Linked DNA regions of Mus musculus: all the other regions are linked to region 3. A link is a contact called in public ChIA-PET and promoter capture Hi-C data. All regions are on one chromosome and are shown on one strand. The core of a region is the stretch at or near the end of the contact, and the rest is flanking DNA. Distances in the headings are between cores, read along the strand shown.

What was found. Promoter capture Hi-C pulls out the DNA fragments that hold promoters and counts their contacts. ChIA-PET counts read pairs in DNA pulled down with a chosen protein or histone mark. Capture Hi-C pulls out chosen DNA fragments and counts their contacts.
Region 1: a promoter capture Hi-C map of hippocampal neurons shows a contact between it and region 3, with 2.7 times the contacts expected there. The contact joins the enhancer-like site here to the promoter of 1700007L15Rik in region 3. A contact is called at or near these places in 2 of 39 promoter capture datasets (the 3T3-L1 cell line and hippocampal neurons), 1 of 115 datasets of contacts at active chromatin or transcription factors (embryonic basal ganglia) and 1 of 9 other capture datasets (liver).
Region 2: a contact with region 3 is called in a promoter capture Hi-C map of adipose tissue. The contact joins the promoter of Rpl35a here to the promoter of 1700007L15Rik in region 3. A contact is called at or near these places in 1 of 39 promoter capture datasets (erythroid cells), 1 of 115 datasets of contacts at active chromatin or transcription factors (effector CD8 T cells) and 2 of 9 other capture datasets (adipose tissue and pancreatic islet).
Region 4: an RNA polymerase II ChIA-PET map of memory CD8 T cells shows a contact between it and region 3, with 21 read pairs. The contact joins the enhancer-like site here to the promoter of 1700007L15Rik in region 3. A contact is called at or near these places in 1 of 39 promoter capture datasets (liver), 1 of 484 Hi-C or Micro-C datasets (embryonic stem cells), 16 of 115 datasets of contacts at active chromatin or transcription factors (the 230-238 cell line, craniofacial prominence, embryonic basal ganglia and 9 more) and 3 of 9 other capture datasets (adipose tissue, liver and pancreatic islet).

Annotation. Positions count from the first base shown.
Region 1 is chr16:33,639,121-33,645,673 of GRCm38.p6, reverse strand. All of the region lies in intron 9 of Slc12a8 (solute carrier family 12 (potassium/chloride transporters), member 8), which reads right to left. Among named protein-coding and RNA genes, the nearest start is that of Heg1, 42 kb to the left of the region's middle. Within about 2 kb of position 3,678, at least 26 of the 459 cell types and tissues checked have an H3K27ac peak or open chromatin away from gene starts, as enhancers often do. A contact at or near this core is called in hippocampal neurons, where this site is marked.
Region 2 is chr16:33,052,881-33,059,340 of GRCm38.p6, reverse strand. Rpl35a (ribosomal protein L35A) reads right to left here and starts at 2,888. Exons shown (of 5, transcript NM_001130485.1): 1 at 2,831-2,888; 2 at 2,163-2,205; 3 at 1,799-1,951; 4 at 518-662. The coding sequence starts at 2,173. Iqcg (IQ motif containing G) reads left to right here and starts at 3,155. Exons shown (of 11, transcript NM_178378.3): 1 at 3,155-3,190; 2 at 5,647-5,717. The coding sequence starts at 5,710.
Region 3 is chr16:33,378,149-33,384,659 of GRCm38.p6, reverse strand. It overlaps 1700007L15Rik (RIKEN cDNA 1700007L15 gene), which reads left to right and starts at 3,924. Exons shown (of 2, transcript NR_045709.1): 1 at 3,924-4,144; 2 at 4,281-4,806. It overlaps Zfp148 (zinc finger protein 148), which reads right to left and starts at 3,885. Exons shown (of 9, transcript NM_011749.4): 1 at 3,633-3,885.
Region 4 is chr16:33,766,371-33,772,343 of GRCm38.p6, reverse strand. Heg1 (heart development protein with EGF-like domains 1) reads right to left here. Exons shown (of 15, transcript NM_175256.5): 15 at 4,149-5,683. The coding sequence ends at 5,534. Among named protein-coding and RNA genes, the nearest start is that of Muc13, 25 kb to the left of the region's middle. Within about 2 kb of position 2,408, at least 105 of the 459 cell types and tissues checked have an H3K27ac peak or open chromatin away from gene starts, as enhancers often do. A contact at or near this core is called in the 230-238 cell line, adipose tissue and memory CD8 T cells, where this site is marked.

The sequences.
Region 1 (6,553 bases), core at 2,429-4,928, 260 kb before region 3:
TCCTCCTTCTGGGCTGCTTCTGATGGGTAGGAGGTGTCTGGAATCCTGCTGGAATTCTCTTCTCATAGATCCCTTAGCTGCTTGCCTATCATCCACTCTTCAGGTCATAGACCATATCACTGCCTCACAAAAGTTCAACCCTACCACACAAACCTAATTCTTCATACCAGTTGTGTTTCCTTCGTACTATGTCCTTTCTTTCACAGAATTTACTATCACATGCATCTGCATTCTTACATACGTATTATACGTTTCTATGCCCTTGGTGTACATGCATCCATATTGATCTTGAAGCTTGGACTTATAGCTGGCAGTCATTATGCATTTCAGTGCAAGCCTGCTGCTTTTTACTCTGGGCCCTGGGCCCTTTAGAACTAGTCCCTCTGTACATCTGTACTAGTGGAATCTGTAATCACAGCACTAAAGAAGCTAAGGCACAAGGATCATGAATTCTAGGCCAGTCTGGGCTACCCAAAGAGACAATGTCTTAAAATAAAAAAAATAAAATAAAATAAAAAACTAAACTGAAGCAGAGGTATCCTCAATGAAGCATATCAGATTAATCACATTGCTTCACACCCAGACTAATATGGTTGAACATGACAGGTCCCCCACAAGCTCTTGTACTGGGGGCTCACTTGCCTGCTGATGGATTTTCAGGGAAAGCAATTGGATCATGAGAGCCATGATGTTGTAGGTGGATTAACCATTGATGGTTTCATAACTTGATAACATTTGTAGGAGGTGAGAGAACCACTAGAAGAGTATCTTGGTTGGAAGAAGAAGGTGACTCTGATGGGGGTGTGCCTCTGAGGGTGTATGTTGTTCCCTGTCCCTTCTTGCCTTTCTCTCACTGCTCACTATCCTTATGAGGTGAGTAGCCTGATCTACATGCACCTACCACTGTGACATTCTGCAACACCACGGGCTCAGAAGGAGCCCAACAATGATAGCGAAAGCCACTTTAGTGACACCACTAAAAAGTAAAGCAACTGAGCCTTCTCTTTAACTCACTGTCCTTGGGGATTTGTTAACAGTAACAGAAAGTCTGACACTTTGCCCTTTACTGTTGTAGCTTTTACCATCTTCCTGGTTATCTATCTCTTGCCCTTCTCTGAGTAAGGAGGCAAGCTTCTAGACTTTCCTGTCAGGGATCATCAGGGTTAGGTTAATTAACATAGGAAGACCCACCCTAAAAGAGAATGGTGGCATTCTTTGAGTTTGAATGCTAGACCAAATGGAACCTCATAAAATTGCAAAGCTTCTGTAAAGCAAAGGACACTGTCAATAGGACAAGAAAAAAAAAGGCAACCAACATATTAGGAAAAGATCTTTACCAATCCTACATTTGATAGAAGGCTAATCTCCAATATATAAAAAGAACTCAAAAAGTTAGACTCCAGAGAATCAAATAACCCTATTAAATAATGGGGTAGAGAGCTAAAACAAAGAATTCTCAACTGAGGAATATCGAATGGCTGAGAAGCACCTAAAGAAATGTTCAACACCTTTAGTCATCAGGGAAATGTAAATCAAAACAACTCTGAGATTCCACCTCACACCAGTCAGAATGGCTAAGATCAAAAACTCAGGTGAGAGCAGATGCTGGCAAAGATGTGGAGAAAGAGGAACACTTCTCCATTGTTGGTGGGATTGCAAACAAGCTGGTACAACCACTCTGGAAATCAGTCTCGAGTTTCCTCAGAAAATTGGACACAGTACTACCTGAAGACCCAGCTATACCACTCCTGGGCATATACCCAGAAGATGCTCCAATATATAACAAGGACATATGTTCCACTACGTTCGTAGCAACCTTATTTATAATAGCCAGAAGCTGAAAAGAGCCCAGATGTCCTTCAACAGAGGAATGGATACAGAAAATGTGGTGCATTTATACAATGGAGAACTGCTCAGCTATTAAAAACAATGACTTCATGAAATTCTTAGGCAAATGGATGGAACTAGAAAATATCATCCTGAGTGAGGTAACCCAATCACAAAAAGCCACACATGGTATGCACTCACTGATAAGTAGATATTAGCCCAAAAGCTTGGAATACCTAAGATACAATTTACAGACCACATGAAGCTCAAGATGAAGGAAGACAGAAGTGTGTATACTTCAGTGCTTCTTTAGAAGGGTGAACAAAATACTCACAAGAGGAAATATGGAGACAACGTGTAGAACAGATACTGAAGGAAAGGCCATCTAGAGACTGCCCCACCTGGGAATCCATCCCATATATAGTCACCAAACCCAGACACTACTGCAGATGCCAAGACGTGCTTGCTGACAGGAGCCTGATATAGCTGTCTCCTGAGAGGCTCTGCCAGAGCCTGACAAATACAGAGGCAGATGCTCACAGCCAACCATTGGACTGAGCATGAGGTCACCAATGAAGGAGATCGAGAAAGAACTGAAGGAGCTGAAGGGGTTTGTAACCCCATAGGAAGAACAACAATATCAACCAACCAGTCCCCCCACCCCAGAGCTTCTAGGGAGTAAACCACCAACCAAAAAGAGTACACATGGCTCCAGCTGCATGTATAGCTGAGGATGGCCTTGTCAGGCATCAATGGGAGGAGAGGCCCTTGGTCCTGGGAAGGCTTGATGCCCCAGTGTAGGGGAATGCCAGGGCAGGGAGTCAGAATAGGTGGGAAGATGGGGGTACACCCTCATAGAAGCAGGGGGAGGGGGGATGGGATAAGGGGTTTCCAGAGGGGAAACCAGGAAAGGGGATAACATTTGAAATGTAAATAAAGAAAGTATCCAATAAAGGAAAAGAAAAAAATAAAAGAAAAAGAAAATGCAAAAGCTGAGAACAGTCACCTACCCCTCTCTGCTTCCTGACTCTGGATGGATATGACTAGCTGCCTCTTCAAGCTCCTGCCACTGTGGTGGACTCTACCCTTGAACTGTAAGCCAGAACAAACCCTTTCTTCCCTAAGTTGTTCTTCTGAGGTATTCTTTCCTCATCAGTGTGTAAAGTAACTAATATAGACCCAGTCTACGTCCTATTGTCTGGTTTTTTAAAAATTCTTTATCATATTTATCACTTACAGTGCAGTGTATGTTTGCCAACCATGCATTTCCTCCCCCTCAGGAATGAAAGCCCCACCAAAGCCCTTCCTGTTCCTGCCAAGCATGCTCTTCCAGCACTGAAAATGCTCCACAGAATGCAGACACCCCATACATGGGGCTGAACAAATGAGCCATTCACCCCCCCCCAAAGACATCTTCATGGTCTCGAAACTCATTTGATTTCATCGTGTGCTTACTGAGTTATAATACTCAAAGTTCTGAATCTGTATGTGAATGGTGAATTGCCCTTTTAAAATCTCCAGGCATTTAAGAGTTTGTGAGTAAGAAATACTTAATAAATCTCCTAACTGTGGATTTAAACAAAATCTGTCAAGATTTACCACTGGTTTGAATGGATGATGGTTCAACTGTCTTTTTTCTTTTGAGATAGACTCTAGCTGTGAAGGCCAGGCTGTCAAAATCCCCTTGCCTCAGCCCCCAGAGTGCCGAGACTCAGGAATGAGCCACCATGCCTGGCAGAATTACTGTAGAAGGAATTCTGTTATGAGTGCTATGACTTACAATGTGCAATTTTAACATGTCGTTGCATGAGTCATTCTTTTCAATCACAGGCTTAATAAAATACAGCTTCCTTTTTTGATTTAGAGGAAACACTATTGGCCAGGGATGTATCTTTCTGCCTCTCTGAGATTTATCAGATGTTAGGCTCTCTTTCCCAACACTCGATCTTGTATAAGCTCAATTACATAATTGGTGCCTAACTCTGGATGGTGCAACTTAGATTTAACTACTTGTCAAAGGTGCAGGGGAGAATATGCATTCAGGAGAAACTGCACTTCATTTTGATCATTACCACTCTCTTCATAAGACAGTGTCCCAGAGTATCCACACAGCCCCATGATCATAAAAGGAAACAACAGACATTTAACAGGCCTGCAGTGCTAAGGCAGTGTTCAGTCAGTTGGGTGTGTTCCATGTATTTTTCTACCACTTCAGCTTGCTATGGGATTATCAGGACACTTTATAACAAGCCCAAAAGAAGCATCTATATTGTTCCTAAAGGAAGTATGCGTAGATGTGCATGTTGGGGGAGGATTCCAAATACATGAGGAGGAGAAGGATAGTGCCCTGTGGCAGCAAGACCAGGAAGGCAGCTCTACGTTATCAAGTCTACAGTTGGAAAGCAAGAAGTGAGCCAAGTAGTGTATTGTTCAGGTAAATAATAGCAAACCAATAAACAGCACATATTATTGACTTAAAATCTAGTGGCATGTCTACAACCTTTCATGTTCATGAAATTCATACACACACTAACATTCTAAGCATGGGGAAATCAACACAATTGTATCCATTTTTTAGTTACAAACTTAAGAACTTATATAGAAATTACTTAGAATTTCTACTAAACCATCTCTGAACATTCATTCCTTTTCTCCCTTTCATCCTCCTTCTTTTTGTGATGCTGGAGATCGAATCCAGGGCCTTGTTAGGACAAGCAAGCATTCTATTAATAAGAATACACTTCCACACCCCACCCCTGTATCTTTATCGGAGTATGTAAAGAGAATCCTAGGTTGAAGGGTTGATATCAGCTTAGGACACCCCAAAACTAAATTCTCAGCGCAATGGAGATTTATTTGCCCCAGAGGGACAAAAGGCAGGGAATAAGAGCTGAAGACAGGAGACAGAGGACAAGGGAGAAAGGGAAGGGAACAAGGAAGAGGGGAAGGGAAATTTGTCAGAGGAGAAGGACACAAGGACTATGTCTGGATAGAGAAGACAGATGTGGCCCATAAAATGGCCTTTTATAAAGATAAAGGGGAAAACCCTGTATTAGGATGACGTTTAATTTTAATTGGGCATGCTAATTAGGTGAGACGAAGGGGGCTTTTGATTGCTGGACTTCAATACTTTGATAGCTGGACCTTGGTAGTCAGCCTCAGGTAGAGGAAGTGGCCAAATAAGAAAATGGACCTTGGTGGCTAGCTCTAGGAATGTAATCTAATGGTTTTAAGCAAAGGGATAGGGAAGAGGAGCAAGGCCTGCCAGAGCTATGTCTGCTGTGCTCAGGCTTGGCTGGAGTCCCTTTACTAAGTAGCATAGAAACCAAAGATTTATGTTGCACAGAATTATGTTTAAAATCCACAAGATATTCCAATCACATTGATATTACAGTTGGCTTAATCACTTTCCAAATGTTGAACATTTCTTTCTAATTTGTCATCAATACAAGCAATGTCACCATAACAATGGAGAACACAGTTTTTGGTTTGCTGTTTGGGTTGGGTCGTTTTCCTGATACACAATTCCCCAAACAGATTTTCTAAATCAGGACAATTATACAATTTTCTAATTCTGGTTAAATCTTCAAAGGTTGCTCTTCATGATCAGAGAACCAGAGGGACTTTCAGCTATGGTGAGAGGAAGAGACCATGAGTCTTCCTCCCCAAAGTAAGTGTAAAATTCTGTGTGTGTGTGTGTGTGTGAGTGTGTGCATGCACGCGCACGTGTTTGTTTTAAAAACAACTACCTCGGGACTTCAGAAACATACCAAATAGGGAAATTAACTGAAAAGCATTTATTTTTCAAAAGCTGCTGGAGTGTAGGGCCCAGAAGTATAACAGGAATGTAGTCACATATTCTCAGGAAACCAAAGCAGGAGGATTTTAAGATCAAAGGCAACATGAGCAATTTAGTGTGACCCTGACTCAAAATAAAAGGTAAAAGCAGGGCTGGAGAGATGGCTCAGCAGTTAAGAGCACCGACTGCTCTTCCAGAGGTTCTGAGTTCAATTCCCAGCAACCACATGGTAGCTCACAATCTGTAATGGGATCCGATGCCCTCTTCTGGTGTGTCTGAAGAGGGCAACAGTGCACTCATATACATAAAAGAAAGGAAAAACAATTCTGAGGCTGTTGTTGAGTGGCAGAGTGCTCGCCTAGGATACACAGGGCCCTGAGTTCAATCCCAAGTTCCAAAGAAAATAAAAAACCAAACAGAAAACTCCCAGGTATGATCGAGATGTAGTGTGTACACATATGAAATTATCAAAGAATAAATTTAAAACATTTAAAAACAAACAAAAACAATTGCTGGGCCTTCCTACCAGTTGCAAACTTGCAGAGGGGACAAGGCAACTTGGATCAGGGAGAAAAGCTAACTTTGCAAGCTAAATATGGTGAGCAGAGTAGAAATAAATAGGGCAATCCATCACTTCTTCACTTTGCTAGTGGGAGGATGTAGACTTGGCTATCTTCTGGTGGTGGGGCAGGCTTCAAAAGGCAAAAATTAAGACTAAAATATAAAGCCAACTAAAGATATCAGCCACACACACTGCAGGGGAGACTCATCCCACAGTTCAACTCCACAGTTTTACTTAGACAAACATGAACTTATAAGATACATATAGCATACAAAAACTTATAAGAGTTTATCAGAACCGAGAACTGCTATAAAATATCATATACATTGTCTGGTTTTCAACTCAAGATTATAAGACATGCAAAG
Region 2 (6,460 bases), core at 1,639-4,138, 320 kb after region 3:
GCATGCTTCCCATGTACAGGATAAAGTCACTGTCTAGTCTGGCAGGACTGAGATGGTAGACATAACAAACCATAACATGCCCCCCAAACAAGGCACGACATAAGATGAGCTAGGTAGCATTGGCCTGAAATCCCACCTACTTAGAAGGCTGAGGCAGGACTTAAGTTCAAGACCAGCCTTGACAACTTTGTGAGAACCTGCCATAGTCAAATATGAGCCTTGTGTACATAACAAGTTCCAGGACAACCGGGGGCACACCATAAGACTTTGGCACAAAGACACAAATAAATCCTGTCCAAAGTATTTCTCCTCCCAGGTTGCTTTAGTGATAATGAAACTTAAATGCTATTCATTTGCGGGCCACCCTCGCCTGCTTCACCCTGCCAGTTCTGTTTTTTTCCACTTAAGTCAGTCACCAATTCACAGAACTGGTTTATACTCTGGACTTTTACACTCACAAGTCTTGAGGTAGGTAGTAAGTATCAAAAGAGCCATTTATTTTGCTATTGGCACTCACCACACGGATTCTGTGTCCAATGGCCTTTGCAGGAAGGTTGCTTCGGAATTTGGCACGAACCATACCGCTGTTTCCGTGGGCCCGAGTTACCTTTCCCCAGATCACTCTGGTTTTGTTTGGTTTACCTCCAGGAGTCACTGTATTGCTGGTTTTTAAAGACATAAGCGGCATGAGCTCCAACACGGACATAAACATGACACTAACTCAGTTATTTCCTAGGGTCCAGGCTCCCACCTCTACTCTCCACACAGAACACCTTGAGAAATTGGGGGGAACAATATTCATTCAACAATTCATATACATAAAGCCTATTTCCAGGATAGTCAGAAGAATCTGTGTACTAAAACCATTAAGAGTAAATGTGGAAAGACACAGCAATGACACCTACTCAGGATAAAAGCTGAAAACGAGGACCTGAAAGCACAGGCTATCAGAGACTGAGAATGATGGCATGAAGCAAACGACTGAGGTCTCAACCAGGCTGAGCCTCAGCTACAGACCTCACTCAGGTCTGCCTCCTGAATGCTGGGACTAAGGGCATGCAGGACTCACACACATACGCATGCCCTGACAGTGCACACAAGGGCCAATTTCTGTATGGCCTTATGTTCAATTCCCAGTAGGAAAAGAGGGACCAGAGAACCAATATAGAACCCAGCTTAAAACAAGCACACAAGCGCGCGCGCGCGCGCGCGCGCGCGCACGCACACATACACACAAATATCCAGGTCCAGGGAATCTGGCACCCTCACAGCTATACAAACAAGCAAACACCAATGCACATAAAAAATTAACTAATTTTTCAACTAGTTTTTCCAAATGTAACCTCAATTGTTCTAAGTCAGGGTGCAATAGACTGTTTGTTCACAGAGCAGAGCAGAATCACCTAACTCAATATAGATGTGGGAGCAAATAAATTGTACAATAACAAGAACAATCTATTCTAGTAATTGTCATTTTTAGTAACTAAAACAAATCAAGATACATTGAAAAGTACTATATAAACCCTTTCAAAGGAAAATGAAAGGTACTAAGAGCTGTAATCTTTGTTTTTAACCATGTTAGGGACTTAACACAGGGAACTTCTACACTTGTACTACGAACCAATGGTGCCTATATAGTCCATACCACCGACAAAAAGATCCCTCTCTAATTTCCTCTAAGCTCTTCACGTGTCTAGGAAGACTCAACCACACCAATTTCTCACTAACACCCCTACCTTTTCAGTAGAAAAAACGAGATTAGTCAACCAAAAATTAAAAGGCATGGGAGCATACTTACTTTTTTGCCTTATACACATAAGCACATCTCTTGCCTAAGTAGAACTCCGTTTCATCTCGGGCATAAACGCCTTCAATTTTAAGAAGAGCCGTGTGCTCTCTTTGGTTCCGGAGACCTCGCTTGTAGCCAGCAAAAATGGCCTTGCACCACAGCCTAAGACAACGTTAAGAAAGACATGATGACTACCCCGTTACAACTTTTCATGTATCTTTTAGCAAGCCACCATGATTTGCTTTGTAGCAATTCCTACTCCAGCTATCTACAGCAGACCTCTCGTTCCCCTCCCGCATTACACTGAACTTTAGCTTCGCGTTTAATAGAACGAAACAGAAATGGAGAAAACGACTATTGTGAGATCGCGTACCTTCCAGACATACTTGCTGTTAGAAGTCCTGTTCCCAGCAGGCCTGAAAAACAAAACCGAGAGCTCAACCGAGAGTCATGCAGCACGCATCCCACCTGTCACTATTTCCCGGCGCGAGAGATGGCTTCAGTCGGCGTCCCAAGGATGGGGACCTCTTACCTACGCCCTGCCCCCTATAGAGGCAGAGCCTGGCAAAATACTCAGGGCTCCGACAACCAATGACAACGAACGACTCGGAATCGTGGGCAAAGGCCGGGTGGGAAGGCGACTCACCCGAGACTTAACTTCTCAAACCCCAAAAGGAACCCGGAGGCGAGCTCATGCCTCCATCAGTACAGAAAGCAGCTAACACAGGCGAGATCCGGCTCTGTGCGGGGAACCCAGCTCCCAGGGACCACCGCTCCCCGGGCCAGTAAGACCGGGGGAAATGCACCCATTCTCTCCTCCCGAGCCGGAGATCGACCGAGACCAGCGAGCTCTCCTCCCCCGGCCGGGGCCTCCACACCATCAGCCCGTCATCGCCTCCATCCCGCCCTCCATCCTCCTGGAATCCCCAGAAACCTCTGGCGGTCGGGTTCTCCGAGACGCCAGGTTGTCTCGGTGAGGGATGAAACTAAACGCACCCCAGCAATCGGGCCCCAAAGCTCAGCAGCAGGAACCCCCCTCACCTCCACAGGCGCCAAGATGGCGGAAAGAGGAAGGCAAGCCCCGCCGCGCGGCCTTGTGGGACGCACGCCCCGCCCCTCTCCGCGCTTAGGCCGCTCACACTGCGCCAGAAAGCAAAGGTCAGAGACAGAGAGAGAGGCTCGACTCAGCCAAGCCGCGCTCAAGAACTTTAAATTCTTTCCCTCCTGCCCTTTCGTCTTTGTAAGCGGCAACACGTATTATTTAGGAACAAGGAAAGGCAAAATCGTAGTCGACTAAGAAAGAATCAGGGGTCCTACTTAAAAAAAAAAAAGAGCTTGCGCGACGCGTTGCCATAGCTACCGATTAGTTTGGTTCCCGCCTCCAGCTGGGCTGGTAGAGAGGTAAGGAAAAGTTAAGTGTTTTCTCCTCTTCCTAGAATGGAGACTGGGATCCTACCATATAGGAGAGAAAAACCTGGAGCATGAAGGCAGGAGTTTCTCTTGATTTGTTCTTTTATTTTTTCCCATCTTTAATTTAACAAACAGGGTGTGGTAGCCGTTGCCCGTTAACCTCAGCATTTATTCCGGAGACTGAGGTAGGAGGATCACATCACAAATTCGAGGCTAGGCTAAGTTACATAGCAAGGCCCCATCTTAACAGCAACAAACATCCATGAGGCAAACCGCGGTCCCGGTGCTTGCTTGTAACCCCAGTATTCTAGCTGTGCGAGCAGGTGAATAGGACTTAAAAGACCATCCTCTGCTACATAGGGAGTGCCAGTCAGCCTGAGCTACATGAGACCCCATCTGAAAAAAAGGGAGACGATGTGAGGAAGTGAGAGATAGAAGATATCCTTCCATCCTTTCCCTGACTTGTCGGATGCAGATAAATTTTTTAAAATTCATTTATTTATTATATGTAAGTACACTATATCTGTCTTCAGACACTCCAGAAGAGGGAGCTAGATCTCGTTATGGCTCCATGTGGTTGCTGGGATTTGAACTCTGAACCTTCGGAAGAGCAGTCAGGTGCTCTTACCCACTGAGCCATCTCACCAGCCCACAGATAAATTTAATAGACTCAGATTTACAGTTCCTAACTTGTGCATTAATTAAGGCGAACTGATGGATCCATTCATTTAATCAGAGAGTAATTTATTGAATGACTACCACTACCAAGAATGCTGTAGGCTTGTAGGGCACCAGAGTAAACAGACTAAAACGTCTGCCCTCTTGCAGCCTACATGAGGGAGCAAGGATGGCATGTTGGCTCTGGTGTCTGTAATCCTTGCACTTAGAAGGTTGAAGTATGAAGATTGCTCTGTTTTAGGTCAGTAAGAGGTACATTATGTGTACACAGATATCCTGAGCTACAGAGTAAGAAATCTCATCCTTGCTCCCTCACTCCTCGCAAAAAAAAAAAAAAAAAAAAAACAAGACAACAAGCAGATTAGACATGTGGTATGTTAAAAGGTCAAGACTTCCTTTCTTTTCCTTTTTTTTTTTTTTTTTTTTTTTTTTTTTTTTTTTTTTTTTTGGTTTTTCAAGACAGGGTTTCTCTGTATAACCCTGGCTGTCCTGGAACTCACTCTGTAGACCAGGCTGGCCTCAAATTCAGAAATCCGCCTGCCTCTCCCTCCCGAGTGCTGGGATTAAATGCGTGAGCCACCACCGCCCAGCAAGACTTCCTTTTTAAAAACCTGTTTATGTGTGTGCTTTCAGAGGTCGGAAGATGGCCTCAGACTCTAGAGCTAGATTTTACATGCAACTTGTTATTGTTATTGTTGTTGTTTTGTTTTGAGACAGGGACTAGAGAAATGTCTCAATGTTTAAGGGCATACACTGTTTTTAAAGAGGTCTTCAGTTCAGTTCCCAGCATCTACATCAGGGACTCACAATTACCTATAACTTCAGCGCTAGGAAATCTGCTGTATGCACACAGTGCACATAGAGACAAGCAGGCACATACACATTTTTTTTTAAAGCCATTAACAAGAAGGACAAAGTCTCATGTAGCTTAGGCTGGCCCCAAACTCCCTGTATTGAGCCAAGGATGGCCTCTTCTGACACACCAGAAGAGGGTGTCAGATCTCATTACAAATGGTTGTGAGCTACCATATGATTGCTGGAATTTGAACTCAGGACCCTCTGGAAGAGCACTGATTGCTTTTAACCGCTTAGCCATCTTGTCAGCCCAAACTCGATTTCTCTAAGTCAAGTTACAGTAAATTCTGTTCTCTGATAGAGCAGGGCAGAAATATTTAATTTAATATATAAGTGAGAATAATAGAAGAAATTAAAGAATCAAAAATAAATCTGAAGCTGGGCGTTGGTGGCACATGCCTTTAATCGCAGCACTTGGGAGGCAGAGGCAGGCAGGTTTCTGAGTTCAAGGCCAGCCTGGTCTACAAAGTGAGTTCCAGGACAGCCAGGGCTATACAGAGAAACCCTGTCTTGAAAGAAAAAAAAAAAAAAAAGTTCTCTGTTGATTCACAGTCAAACTCAGAGTACAAGTACACACATTAAAATTGTGTTAGATGTCAATTTACCGTAAAAAGAGGCAAAAGACTACCTTGAGTATAACTTCTGGTTTGATGAACCAGTAATGGAGCCAGCCACTTAGTAAGCCTACATCTACCCTGTCTGGAAAACAACAACAACAAAAACAAGCCTGCATCTTATGAGCCTGCTTCCCTAAGCAGGAGGAGACAAGCTATAGATAGCTCTTGGGATTCTGTGGGGTTTTTGTTTGTTTGTTTGTTTTGTTTTGTTTTCTCTCCTACAAAAAGAGCCTGAGAGTAAAGGGAAAAAAATTAGCATTCCCTGGAACTGATATCAATGTTTCTTTTCTACTTTAGGTTCCTTCATTCTTGTGAAATTATAAATCTAGCCCAGAGGGCAAGGAAAGAAACTGAGGAAGAATGGACGAGTATGTTTCAAGTTCCGGTTTGTTTGTCCCTGTACTGTTGCAATTACGCCATTTGTTGAATTCGGTGGATTACTTTTCGGTAACAATGTAACCAACTAATGTAACGCCCTAAAGTATAAACACCTTCCCATTTCAGCGCTGCTGTGGGGTGGGCGCTTGAGGGCGTTTAGCAAGTGACTCTGGTGTGGGATCTGGGCCAGTTAAGCTTTCCCTGTCTGTGGGACAAAATGTCACACAGGAAGCAGTTTGGGGCAGACATGAAAGGTGTTGTCTTGGCTCACACTTGGAGGTGTAGGTGTGGCAGCAAGAGCAGAAGGGACCAGCCACAAGCCAGCCACAGTCAGGAAGCAGAGAGAGAGATGAACACTGGCACTCAGCTTGCTTTCTCTGTTTTATTCAGCCCATGTCAGCTAAGTCTTCCCACTTCAGATAACCTGGTCTGCAAAGCCTTCATAGCCACGGCCACACATTTATTGGTTCCAGATGCAACCAAGTAGACAATGTTAACCAGAAGGTTGAGGTTGGCCAGGGGCAGCCTAAGTGTCCTCATGACAGACAAGGCACTTCCCTGGGAGTGAGCTTTTGAGTGAGATAGAAGCGGCCATGTTATTTACTGCCTGGCTCTGGAAATCACACTTTTTCTCTCACCAGATCCTTGTGGTTTCCCCACTTAGTGTAGGGAAGACAACACCAGGGCATAAGGACCAGAAAGAGTTATGTGGGCCATCTTGGAGTCTGGCTAG
Region 3 (6,511 bases), core at 2,675-5,174:
GGTTTTTTTTGTTTTTTTTGTTTTTTTCATAAAACAAGGTTTCTCTCTGTAACTGAGCCCTGGTTTAGCCTTGACTGTCCTGAAACTAACTCAGCAAACCAGGCTGGCCTCCAACTCACAGAGGTCTGCCTGCCTCTGCCTCCCAAATGCTAGGCTTAAAGGTGCACTCCACCTCCTGCTATGTGTTCATTCTCTTAAGGTGGAAGGTAAGAATATGGTTAAGAAAAAAGGGCTGGAGTTGTAGCTCAGTTGTAGTGCTTACCCAACATGCAAAAAAGTCTTGGGTTCAACGAGGCCTTTCAGTCCAGCACTCATTCCAGGCTGGCCTGATCTACATAATGAGTTCCAGGACAGCCAGGGCTACACAGAAAAACCCTGTTTTAAAAAAAAAAAAAAAAAAAAAAAAAAAAAAAAAAAAAAAAAAAAAAGGAGAGGGCTGGAGAGATGGCTCAGTGGTTAAGAGCACTGAGTGCTCTTCCAGAGGTCCTGAGTATAATTCCTAGCAACCACATGGTGGCTCACAACCATCTGTAATGAGATCTGACGCCCTCTTCTGCTGTGTCTGAAGACAGCTACAGTGTACTTATATACATAAGATAATTAAACATTAAAAAAAAAAAAAAAAAAAAAACTTGGTCCCCAGTTCAGTTCCCAGCACTGCAGAAACTAGTTGTGGAATTCACACCTGTAATGCCAGAAATCAAAGAGGCAAAGGTTCAGACAGTCAGGGTCATCTTTCCTACATACTTAAGGGGCCAGCCTGGGTGACAGAAACCTGTCTCAGAACACCAACACAAAAGCTCACTGGACACGGTGATGTGGGCCCGTGATCCCAGCACCTGGGAGGCAGAGGCAAGCGGATCTCTGTTGAGTTTGAGGCCAGCCTGGCCTACAAAGCCAGTCCCTCCTCAGACAGAGCTACACAGTGAGACCCTGTCTCAGAAAGGGGGGGGGGGGGCTTGCAGGGCACAGCAGGCAGCAGTCTATGAAAGCAAAACTGCAATGAACCCCTGTTTCATTGCTTTTCATTGTTAGTCCCTTCAGGACAGTTTTTTAAAATTACATATATTCATATTATTTGCATAAGAAACACAACATACTGTATTTGGCACTCAGTAGTAAAAGAAATGACAATACACAATACCAGTGCAGCAGAGGGAAACTGAGCCACGAACACCATGACAGTAAAAATGGGTGCATCATGTCAAGTAAGCCCTTTTTTAAAATGGCCAAAGAAGCAGCTAATAAGAGTGCGTCCTGCTCTTCCAAAGGACCCAAGTTCAGTTTCCAGCACCCACATCAGTCAGTTCAAAAATGCTTGTCATCCCAGCTCCCGAGGATCCAACATTCTCTTCTAACCTCCTTGGTTACCCTCACATCCATGGCATATGTTCACATAGACAAATACATATGCATAAATAAAAATAAGATCTTAGCTGGGCGTGGTGGCGCACACCTTTGCTCCCAGCACTTGGGAGGCAGAGGCAGGTGGATTTCTAAGTTCGAGGCCAGCCTGGTCTACAAAGTGAGTTCCAGGACAGCCAGGGCTATACAGAGAAACCCTGTCTTGAAAAACCAAAAAAAAAAAAAAAAAAATCTTTTTAAAAGTGAGCAAATCTAAATGCACTAACCGGAAAATTTCCAAGTTTTTTTAAAAATAAAAAAATCCAGTTATTTCTATAAGAAAAATTATAATGAAAGAAAAAGGAATGAATATACCTGAGTTTCCTTCCCCTCTCCCGAATGTTACCCCATCCTCCCCATTATTCTCTTTTCCTTCAACTGCCATGAAAAAGATCTGTCACATTTAACATACTCGTCTTCCCTTCAGTTGAAATGATACCACAACACATTATGTAATTTCTCTTAATAACAAAAGGTGACCACTATCCAAATAGAATTTAACACATTGTTCTAGCCGGGCTGTGCCTTTAAGGAGGCACAGGAAGGTGGATTTCTGAGTTCCGGGCCAGCCTGGTATACAACAGCAAGTTCCAGAACAGCCAGAACTACAGAGAAACCCTGTCTCAAAAAAAAAAAGCAAAACAAAACAAAAAGGACAAGACTCTGTTCTCACCCAGTGTTCCTTCTTGAAAAATGTGGTCTACTGTGCATTCAGGGAGTGCAGAACTTGGTTTCCTAACATAGGGACTGTCCCTCCTCATGAGACCTCGACTCATCCTGTCACTTCAGATTTCCTTAGGCATTACAACCACTCCTGACCTCCTTATAAGCTAAGATAACAGATATTCTAGATGCTCTGCCTACATTTTGCTTGCAGATGTTATTTTCTTTAATAACATCATGCCTCCGTGAAAGAGTACACCCGGAACTGTGAATGGAAAAGGATCTCCCGCCAACCCGAAGTATAGAACTAGACAAATGGAGCCTTCAAAGACCAGACTAGAATGCACCAACTCTTGACCCGGACAATTACAATCTATGTCCTGCAACCTAGGCTGAAATACGGCACCAGCTCTTCTGGTGGTACCATATAAGCTAGGCAGTGAAGAAGAACACCGCCAGGCCACGTTAATTCCTATTCCACCGTCTTCCAGGACGGTGTTCATCCACCCTCCGGTAACAGACAATACTCCAAATCTGCTAAAATTCTCAACTCCGTGGCCTCAAGAATGCCCAGAAGCCAGGCGGTTTCTCAAGGTCTCTTTCAAAGATTTTTCAGTTCACTAGTGCGGCACTAAAATGTCTCAAACCAATCTACAGGCTAAGTGACTAAATTCTCAATGACCCCCAACCAAGCGGGGACCCACACTTACCGGATGTCATCTACTGAAGAGCCCAAACAGGTTCCGAACTAGGCCACTCTGGCCCATCTGGAATAACTCTTTAGACCTTGGGCCAGCATTTGATAATTATGCTACATCTGTCTATTCTATTATGCATTCTCTGCTTCTTTTCCAATATTTAGCACTCCTCTGGCTTCAAACGCTCTTCCTTCTATCCGTAGAAACTACTCTAGCCTTCTTCCCCTTGCCTTGGAAACGCTTCGGTTCTTTCCATAATGAAACACCTAACGTATCTGCACAATGAACACCCTCAGAATCCTCAAGACTGCTCCACAGCCACCCCCGGCATTCCTCCACCTATCCGGCATCTTCCCCTCCGGCCCCTTTCTCCCCTTTCGCACTCCTACTCGGCTTCCTGCAAGCAATCCCCTTTTCACCAGCCCCTGCCCTTCCCTGCAGCCAACGAGCACACCGAGGCAGCAGCGGCGACCGAGGCCTGCGGTGCAGAAAGCACTGCACCAAGACGGCGGAGAACCCCAGGGTCTGGCCGGCCTCGTCGCCCACAGCCTGGCACCCCGAGGCCTCCCCGCGTGCATCCCACCTTCCTACCCGACACCGGCCGCAGGCCTCGGAGGCCGCCCGCTCTCTCGCCTCCGCCGCCCCCGTCATTCTCCGTTCTCCAAGCCCCGACCCACCATCCTCGCGTCCCCAGCCCCGCGCTCCCCGCGGCCTGCGCCCGCCGCCTCCCGGGCCGCCCCCCGGCCGGCCGGCCCGCCGCTCCTGCGGGTCACACCGTCGTCGCCGCGCTCCCCCCCCCCCGACCGCGCGCCGCCCCCTCCCCTCCCCCGCCCTCCCGGGCCCAGGCCTGCCAGGCCGAGCGTTTACCGCGGGGCTGGCGCCGAGGCGCGCGGTCACTGACTGCAGGCGGCGGCGGCTCCGACCTTCCCACGGGCCCGACGAGGAGGGCGAGGGGGAGGGGAGAGAACTTTTGCTGTGGCAGCTCCGGCGACAGCTCCCACCCCTGCGCCTTTCTCCTCTTCCTCCCCCTCCTCCTCCTCCTCCTCTTCCTCCTTCTCTTCCTCCTCCCAGAGCAGTCGAGAGGCAGACATGGCGCGGCTAGAGCGTCGCCGCGGTCGCCGCCGCTGCCGGCGCGGTGCATTATGGGAAGCATCGCACACAGGAAGCGCTCCGGGCCGCCGGCCCTCGCTTGGCGCGGAGACCTGGCTGCGAGACCAAGCGTGGCTTTGATTCTGGCGCCTGCGTGTCAGCAGCGCGGCGTGGCCGGGAAAGCTGGGCCCCGCTCTGGGGGTCCCCCTGATGGGCCTGAGAGGAAAACGCTTTGAAATTGATGGGAGCTGGGAAAGCCACTGAGAGGGACGTCCTCCCCTTGAGGCTGGGTGCGTGCCTGGCACCCCGAGAAGTGAAAAATGGGGATTAAATAGCGGCCCAGGCCCTGGGAAGTGGAAGGGGCGGGAACGTCGATGAAGGGTTTAGCCAGGATTTCTTGGATCTTTCTTTTATTCTCTTACCTAGCCTCTCCTCTTTTTCCGGAAGATGCTACCCTGCACCCTTGAAACTAGAAAACCTGGTTGGAGTCTGCAAACCGCGATGCAGGATGTGGGCACCGAGAAAAAGCAAGAGATCCCAGTCAGGACTTCGTTGGCCCAAACCACGGTCTGCATGTCAGCAAAGACTTGGTTATAATCTCTGCATACCTAAGATTGCTTAGTTGAGCCATCTTTTGGCAGCCCTTCGACGACCTTCACTAAATCCTGGTTTCTTAGGAGCGCCCTCATTTAACACCAAGGCCCTTTAGTTGCCTATACAAAGGGAGGGCTTACAGTTAATGACCTTTGTGCCCACACAGTAGTACAAGGTCAGCTAACTTAATGTGCCCAGTGAATGTCGATCGGGTTATTGGGAACTTCCTGAGAGATGGAGCACCTTCGTTAGGATTTCTGTTTCACAATCTCAAGGCTTTATTTTAGCACCTCTCTGCAATACTTAAACATAACCTTTGAGGTGAGAGGGAAAGGACATTAAAATATCTACATAACCATTTCTGGAATTCTCTCCTTGTCCACACCCACCTCCCCACCCCTTGAATGTTCATTTGAATAGGCTTTTTGGCCAAACTCCAAACTCCCGCATTATGCACTTGTGATGACACTGAATTAGATTACTGTCTGCAAGGTTAATATTCCCTCAGGCGTTAACCTTAGTAAACCGCGACGCCTTTTGAAGTAGCTGAGGCTCAGAAGTTCAGCTGAATTCAAACACAGTTAACTAAGAAAAGCAGGGATGAGCCCACAGCCTCACAATAAACTCTACTTGAACCTTCTCCACTAAAAAAATATAAATTTTAATAAGATGACAGTGCATATTCTGAATGCTAATTGTAACAAAACCGTGATACAAGCTAGAGCAAGGGACAGTTAGCTGGAGGACAGCCTTCTGGCAACTTCTAGCAACTGCAGTGACATCAAATTCAGATGTATTTTTAAAAAGGGAAGAGAAGAAAAAAAAAACCCTCTGGCAGCCAAGAAGCTAACTTTTAGGTTTAAGCTGTGGTAAAGCTAATAACTAGAAAGAGCTAAAAGCCTAGGGTCACACCCAGTGGACTAAGATGAATAGGGTTGCCACTAGGAATACATCTCTTTGTTTCTGAAGAGAATTAAGACAAGGAAGAAACAACCATCTAAAATGGGCAGAGTGGAGAAGACTACTGACCATGCCTTCAAAGTAAGAGTGATTGAAGGCTCTTGAAATTCTTGCTGGTCCATTTTTTTTATCCAGACTGCTGCTGCTTACCTTCCAATACCAGTCTTGGCCACGCAGCTTGCTTCCTTTCCATCTTAAATTTCTTCCACTCACCCACTTTAAAACAATGAGAGACAGCCATAAGGTAGTGACGTTAATCCCAGCACTCAGGAGGCAGAGGCAGGGGTATCACTTGAGTTAGAGTCCAGCCTGGTCTACAGAGCAAGTTCCAGGACAGCCAGGGCTTCACAGAGAAACCCTGTCTGAGATGGCTCAGCATTTCAAAGCACTTGCTGCTCTTTCAGAGGGCCCAAGTTTCCAGAGCACCTGCACACACATGGCAGATAATATGCACAAGCACACACCATGAATAAAAATAACTCTTTAAAACAAATGAAGGATCAGCAAGGGGGTTCAGCAGGTGACCGCACTTGCTTCACAAGATAGCAACCTGAGCTCAACTCACACTAAAAGTAGATGGAGAGAATCAATTCCACAAAGTTGTTCTCTTTTTTTTTTTTAAAGATTTATTTATTATTATGTCTAAGTTCACTGTAGCTGTCTTCAGATGCACCAGAAGAGGGCATCAGATTTCATTACAGATGGTTGTGAGCCACCATGTGGTTGCTGGGATTTGAACTCAGGACCTTCGGAAGAGCAGTAGGTTCTCTTAACCACTGAGCCATCTCTCCAGCCCCAAAGTTGTCCTCTTAACATCCACAGGGGCACCCCTAATGATAAATTTTTAAAATGACTGTACACTTATACGAAGTTACAAATACAGGGCAAAACAACTCCTTTATCTCTTCACCCAGCTTCTCCCAATGGTGTGATATAAAACTATGGAGAGCCATCAACAGCAGCAGATTGGCAGGAGCCTGTTACGTAGTGCCCACAAAACCGGGCAGTATCTGTGACCTTTGAACCCATGTGCATCCTCCAGGGGTTTGGTTTGGTTTGGTTTGGTTTTTGGTTTTTCAAGACAGGGTTTCTCTATGTGGCCC
Region 4 (5,973 bases), core at 1,159-3,658, 390 kb before region 3:
ATATGAGAGGCAGTCTGGAGAGATGGCTCAGAGGTTAAGAGTATTGGCTGTTCTTCCAGAGGTCCTGAGTTTAATTCCCAGAAGCCAGTACTCACAACCATCTGTAATGAGATCTGGTTCCCCCTTCTGGTGTGCAGGCAGACATGCAGGCAGAACATTGTATATTATACATTGTATAATAAATATATATATGAAAGGCTTCCAAGGAAGCAACTAATGAACAAATTGGTGAACATATATCTAGCTATATAACCACATCCTTGGCCACCATATGTGAAAGATTCCTGGACTGGTTTTAAAGTCCCATAGACTCTTAGACATGCTTATTAACTGTCCCATCTCCAAGACAAGAGGAGTTGGCATGGAGTGGGCACAGGTAGCAGTCAGTGCCTGATCTAGCTCTCCAATTTAGAGACAGGATGGTGTTATAGCTGAGTTAGGTCTTTATCACTTAGGTAGGTCCATTCATTCACCTACCCACCCACCCACCCACTCTCCCACCCATCTATCCATCCAGCCACCCATCCAGCCACCTGCCCACCCACCCATCCACCCACCCATCCAACCATCCATCTATCCAACCATCCATCCATCCATCTATCCACCCACCCATTCATCAACAGTGTGTTTCTTTGCTTTGGGGTACTGAGGACAGAGAGATGACTCATTGCCTCCATTTGCCATTTAGAGTCCACTATTCACTTCAACTATTTAAACGGTGCACTGATAAACAAACAAACAAAAAAACCAAACCACTTACACTCTCGTTTGCTTGTTGTAAGAGAAAGCCAATGGGAATCTTACTAATTTTATTGTATCATTGTTTGCTGACTAGAACGCCAGACTTAGAGTGGATATAAGTATAAAAAATAACCAAATTCTTACAAATAACACATTGCTACTACAGTACTGAATAATTATTGGAGGTGACATTATAATACAACTTTAAATAACATTCTCATGATGGGTCTCACACAGTCAACCTGGGTGTCAGCATTAAAGGTATACAGAACAAGATCCAGGACAAACAGAACGGAGTTTGTACTGCAGCCTCATCCCCGTTTACCTGTAACACCAGCAACACACATGCATCACAGCAACTCATGGCAAACTGTCCTTTTCTCTGTAGAGCAGGCCTAGGTAATGCCCAGAGTTAAGGGAGTCGGTTCAGTTCCCCTGACAAACTGGCTCCGCCCCATCACTATTTTTTACCCTGTTGAGGAACACACATTCCTCAACAATTCAGAACAAGGATATTGAGCCCATCATTTAAAATTATATAGCAGAATCTACCAGGCAGCCCCACTGGAAAAATGTTTTCTTTGAAGATGCCCATGTGACAGAGGCAGGCCAGGACCTGCCTCCTTTCAGACCTAAATGGTCCCCCTTTGGTTTCACAGGCTACTGTGCAGGCTAAAGTTTGCAACAGACATAAAGGGGTGTGACCTTGTGGAGACACCAAAGTACAATGAATTGATTGACATTCAATACTTTAATGTTCCTATTATCTTAACCTGTTATTTTAAAAAGAGTTTAAAGTGATTATTTTAACTTCAATGTTCCTATTGTGTTTTCTTCTTTGGGGATTTGAGAAAGGAAAAGAAAAGAAGAGAAAAGAAAAAAAGAAAAGAAAAGAAAAGAAAAGAACACATATTCCCAAAGGCAAGCTACAGAACCATTTCCGTAACCAAACATGCTGGAACAAGACTAGAACCTTGAACTGATACTGTCAAGAAGATATGAGAGGGCTGGGGGTGTGCAGATCCACAGGGCGGCACTTGTCTGGTATGCGCAAGGCCCTGGGGTCCACTCCTGACTCTACCCTCCCATAGAAGCAGAAGAAGAAAAAGAGCTTTCAGGGAAATAAACATTTCTATCTGCTGTAATGGACTGTTTTAAATAAAATATCAAAATGCAAAACCTTGTATTGTCCTTCTACCCAAAGAATTGCTTTGGTCTCAAAAGAAAAATGAACATAAATTTAGAAATATGGGTAAAGCCCCTAGTTTTGAGTGTGTTATGAAACACTAAGCCAAGAGCAACTTGGCTGTACAGCTTTACTGCTTTGGGCAAAGCCCCATAGTTATAGAGACCCATACAGGTCACTACTAGGCAAAGTGGCTTAAGGAGGCACCCAAAGGCCACACACCGGGGTGATGCTACCGTGCCCACTCTGGAACTTCACACCTGAATAGACAGCATCTTGGTAGACTTTCCTCCAGTCTCTTTCCAACAACACTGCTCTCCTCTACGGGCTGTCTTTTACGACTTCCTCTTTTAGACCACAATAGTCTAATAGTCAGCTCAGTCTTTGACCTCAAATACCACCAGGCAGCTTGACTGCTCTAACCGTACAGTAGTTCTGGTTCAACATGACTTAAGACGCTTCTAGAAGCAACCTCCCCAGTTAAGAAGATCACTCAGCACCTCAGACACTCAACTCCACCCCCAGCCCACATAGGTTCACACTTCTACTACGTGGGAGTCTGAGAATAAGGCAGGCAGCCCTCACAGGGTTGCCTCAGCCTGGCTGTTCATGTCAAAAACCCACCTAGACCACCCCCTTTCACTTCTGAGGGCCCAAGCCACGTACCAATATGCCTCTTGCCAACCACAAACCTGCCAGTATTTCCCTTTTTTTAAGACAGGGTGTCCTGTTCTTCAGGAAGGCCTTGAACTCCTGATCCTCCTGCCTCAACCTTCTGAGGGCTGGGGTTCTAAGAGTGTACCACTCTGCCCTGCTTATGTGGTTCCGAGGCTAAACCCCAGGGCGTTATACATGCTAAGCAGGCAGTTTGCCACAGAAACTACATTCCCATGCTTCTCCTCTGAGTGCTCAGCACTGGCTAACCCACATGCTGTAAGGCCAGATACCTACCTTACATGCATAGAGCCAGGCCCATGGTGGGAACACATGATGCTATTTCTCCTCCTAAGAAATAGGCCCCAGTAGTCATGAGCTGGCTCATGAAGTGAAAAAAAGAAAACAAACAACAAAAAAAAAAAAAACAACAAAACCAAAAAACCTTGGAGTTTTAGAGAGCTCAGGCTGGAACTAGGAAGACCCTCCTTTTTAACCCTGTTCCTGATGCCCCCAGGATAAACAAGTTCTACCTGGCCTGGATCTTCTCCATTTCATTATCTCCTAGGCAGTGTGGCTTTTCCCTTCTGCCTACTTCCCTTGTCATGGGAGCCCAATTCAGGACTGTGACACTTTTATGCACACAAATTATCCATTCTGAGCACTTCTGTCTAGCAAAGACTCTGCGTGTCCAGGCATGGGCTCAGCCTGTCTGTTCTGCTCATGGGTTGCTGGTGTCCTCTTGGGGCTCCTTCTGGATGTAACCCCAAGTAGGAGAGCACCCACACCCCCTTCATCCCAATGGTGGGCAGAGGCCTTTCTACCGAAAGCTTCTCCCCTACCTACAAATGGTAGACCCACTGTGAATGCACCCTTGTTTGGGGGCTCTCCTGGTGTTTTTCACAGTAATAAAAGAACAAAATGAAAACTTTCACTCCGTTCTATTTGGGCCAAACTTGTGAGTCAACAAGCAATTTTGGAACTCACAGGACACTTTTCTGGATGTTGGAATTCTTCCCAGGAACAGAGTACTTCATTCTGTGGGGCTTGAGGCTCCTGGCCCTGTACTCTTGACTCACCAGCTGGGAGTCTGCCCCCTTCACAGGTGTTCACCACCTGGGAGTTTGCCCCCTACACAGGTGTTCACCAGCTGTGCTGCCAGCTGAAGACATTAGAAGTGTCTGGGAACAGCCACCACACTGGCTCTTCCCATAGCAATGAGGCCTGGAACAAGCAGGAATACTGCCAGAAGGGCTAGAACCTGGCTACCTCGAAAGGGATCTGGGCTCAGGCAAGCAGAGCACAGGGGCTCACAATGACACAAGGAACCATTGGTTCCACACAGAGACACAAACAAGACCCATGGCTTCTAGATGGCGATGCTTTGCAACTTTGTTAGCATCAACCAAGAGCAACAGAATCCTCTCTGTACTATGAATGTAACATGGTTAAAATCCTCTGTACCTGACTAAACGGTCCTGCTGTAGGAGGTAAGAGTGAGTGGTGACAGTCCATCGGTGACACATGTCACCAGACCATGGGGCATAGGGCACACTTAAAAGATGGGGACCTTCATAAATTTTAGAGGAATCAGAGAACATCAAAGAAACACATACAGAACCATTTCTAACAGCTGTCCCATTTCCAGAAATATATGCTGTGGAGTCCCCATCATCTGGGTGGGGATAATGCTTTGACCTCTTCACCTCATCCAAACCCAGGACATCTCACAAGATGATAGTTCCACCGGGGACCAAACACCACACAGTCCTCCCACTGCCCAGGATCTCACAATACAATAAGCAAAACACAGAACGTCCTTCCCCCAAAGCAAGCCCTCAGACCCTTAGCTGGCCTTTAGTTCTCCAAAGCTGACTCGGGTCACAGCGGAGTCTTGAGGTGACACTGCACAAGAACACACATGCATCAATGGCTGGGTGAGAGTAAATAAGTTCTCTCCTCAGTGAATAAGTAGTTTTAAGTGGTTAAAAGTTTCTGTTGAGTTGGTGGGCAACATTATGGTTTGGAAGATTGGCAGGCATGCATCCTTGCCGGTGGCTTCCTCCTAGCTCCCCAACTTCTGCACTGGAGTTCGGGGAATGTATCAGTTTACTCGTTCATTCCTCTGCCCAATTGTGGGGCCTACAGCTGGCTGCTTTCCCTCTGGAGGTGAGACACCAGCTCAGACACACCTGCAACTGCCTCTCCTTTTTCAACTACACCCTGCAGACTCTGGCTCCACATTGATGGTTAGAGCCTCAGGCCCCATGCAATTCCCCCATGGGTCAAAAACACCTCACCACATGTAGGTCCTGACTGATACTGCCCTGCTGGGACACATTAAGGGACACCTGGATGCTTCTAAAGAAATTCAAAGGAATGTTGTTTTGCCCCGATTCATACTTGCTTGGGAAAGTAAAACTAATACATTGTAAGCAAATGTGTCACTTTGACATAAAAAAGCTTTGTGTTGAGCCTTGCAAATGTCAAGGTCTCATTTATGGCATTGGCTTGGAAATGAGCACGGACAACCTAGAAACCTTAAAATACTTTGCACCCGACTGCAGCGCCTGCTAGGCCTCTACGACACAGTGTGGAAGTGTCCCAGCCCAATCTATTAAAGTGCAAATTAAAGGGAAACTGGGTCCTGGAAATGAAGCCTAGTGGTCAGTTATGGAAGGCATCCCGTTCTACGTTCTACGTGTTGTGTCAGGCATTCTGAGACTCGGTACTGGCCCACGACCATGTTCACAGTAACAACAGTGCTGAACGAGTGGCCTGCAGTTCCGCCTCCGTCTTTCCCTTCCACTGTGGCCACGCCCCTCAAGCGTGGCTCTGCGGAGTCCCAGGAGCAGCTAGTGCATGGTGCTCCCTTTTGGGGGTGTAGTGCTCTGAGCCAGATGTCCGGGGAAGTGGCTCAGAGAAACGGGGGCCTCCCTCTGTCTCCTGGACTCAGAAGTAGTCTCTCCTCCTGCTCTCGTCGCTGATGAAAGATGGGTTATACTGTCCCGGGAAGATGCAAGAGTGTCTCGATCCGGGCAGTCCAGTGTAGGCTGGGTACAGTCCGTTGCGTTCAAGTTCAGGGTTCCTTACGTTTGTGGGCTGGAGGCCAACCGAAAAGGAGAGAGGTCAATTATTCCTAGACTAAAGTACACGTAAAACTTTTTACATTTCAATTAACGTAAATGGGGCGACCCATAAGTAGCAAAGCACTGCCTCACCCTGAAGCACAACCCACACAGGTCAATTTGTGTATTCAGATAAGGTGGGGTGGGAGAGGAGGGGAGGACCGCTAATCATGCTGCCTGTTCCTGGTGACCTGGAACTCAAAGTCTCTCCCTCCTTCGCTTCCTCCTCCTTTTCTTTTCTTTTTTTTTTTTTTTCCCTTACGT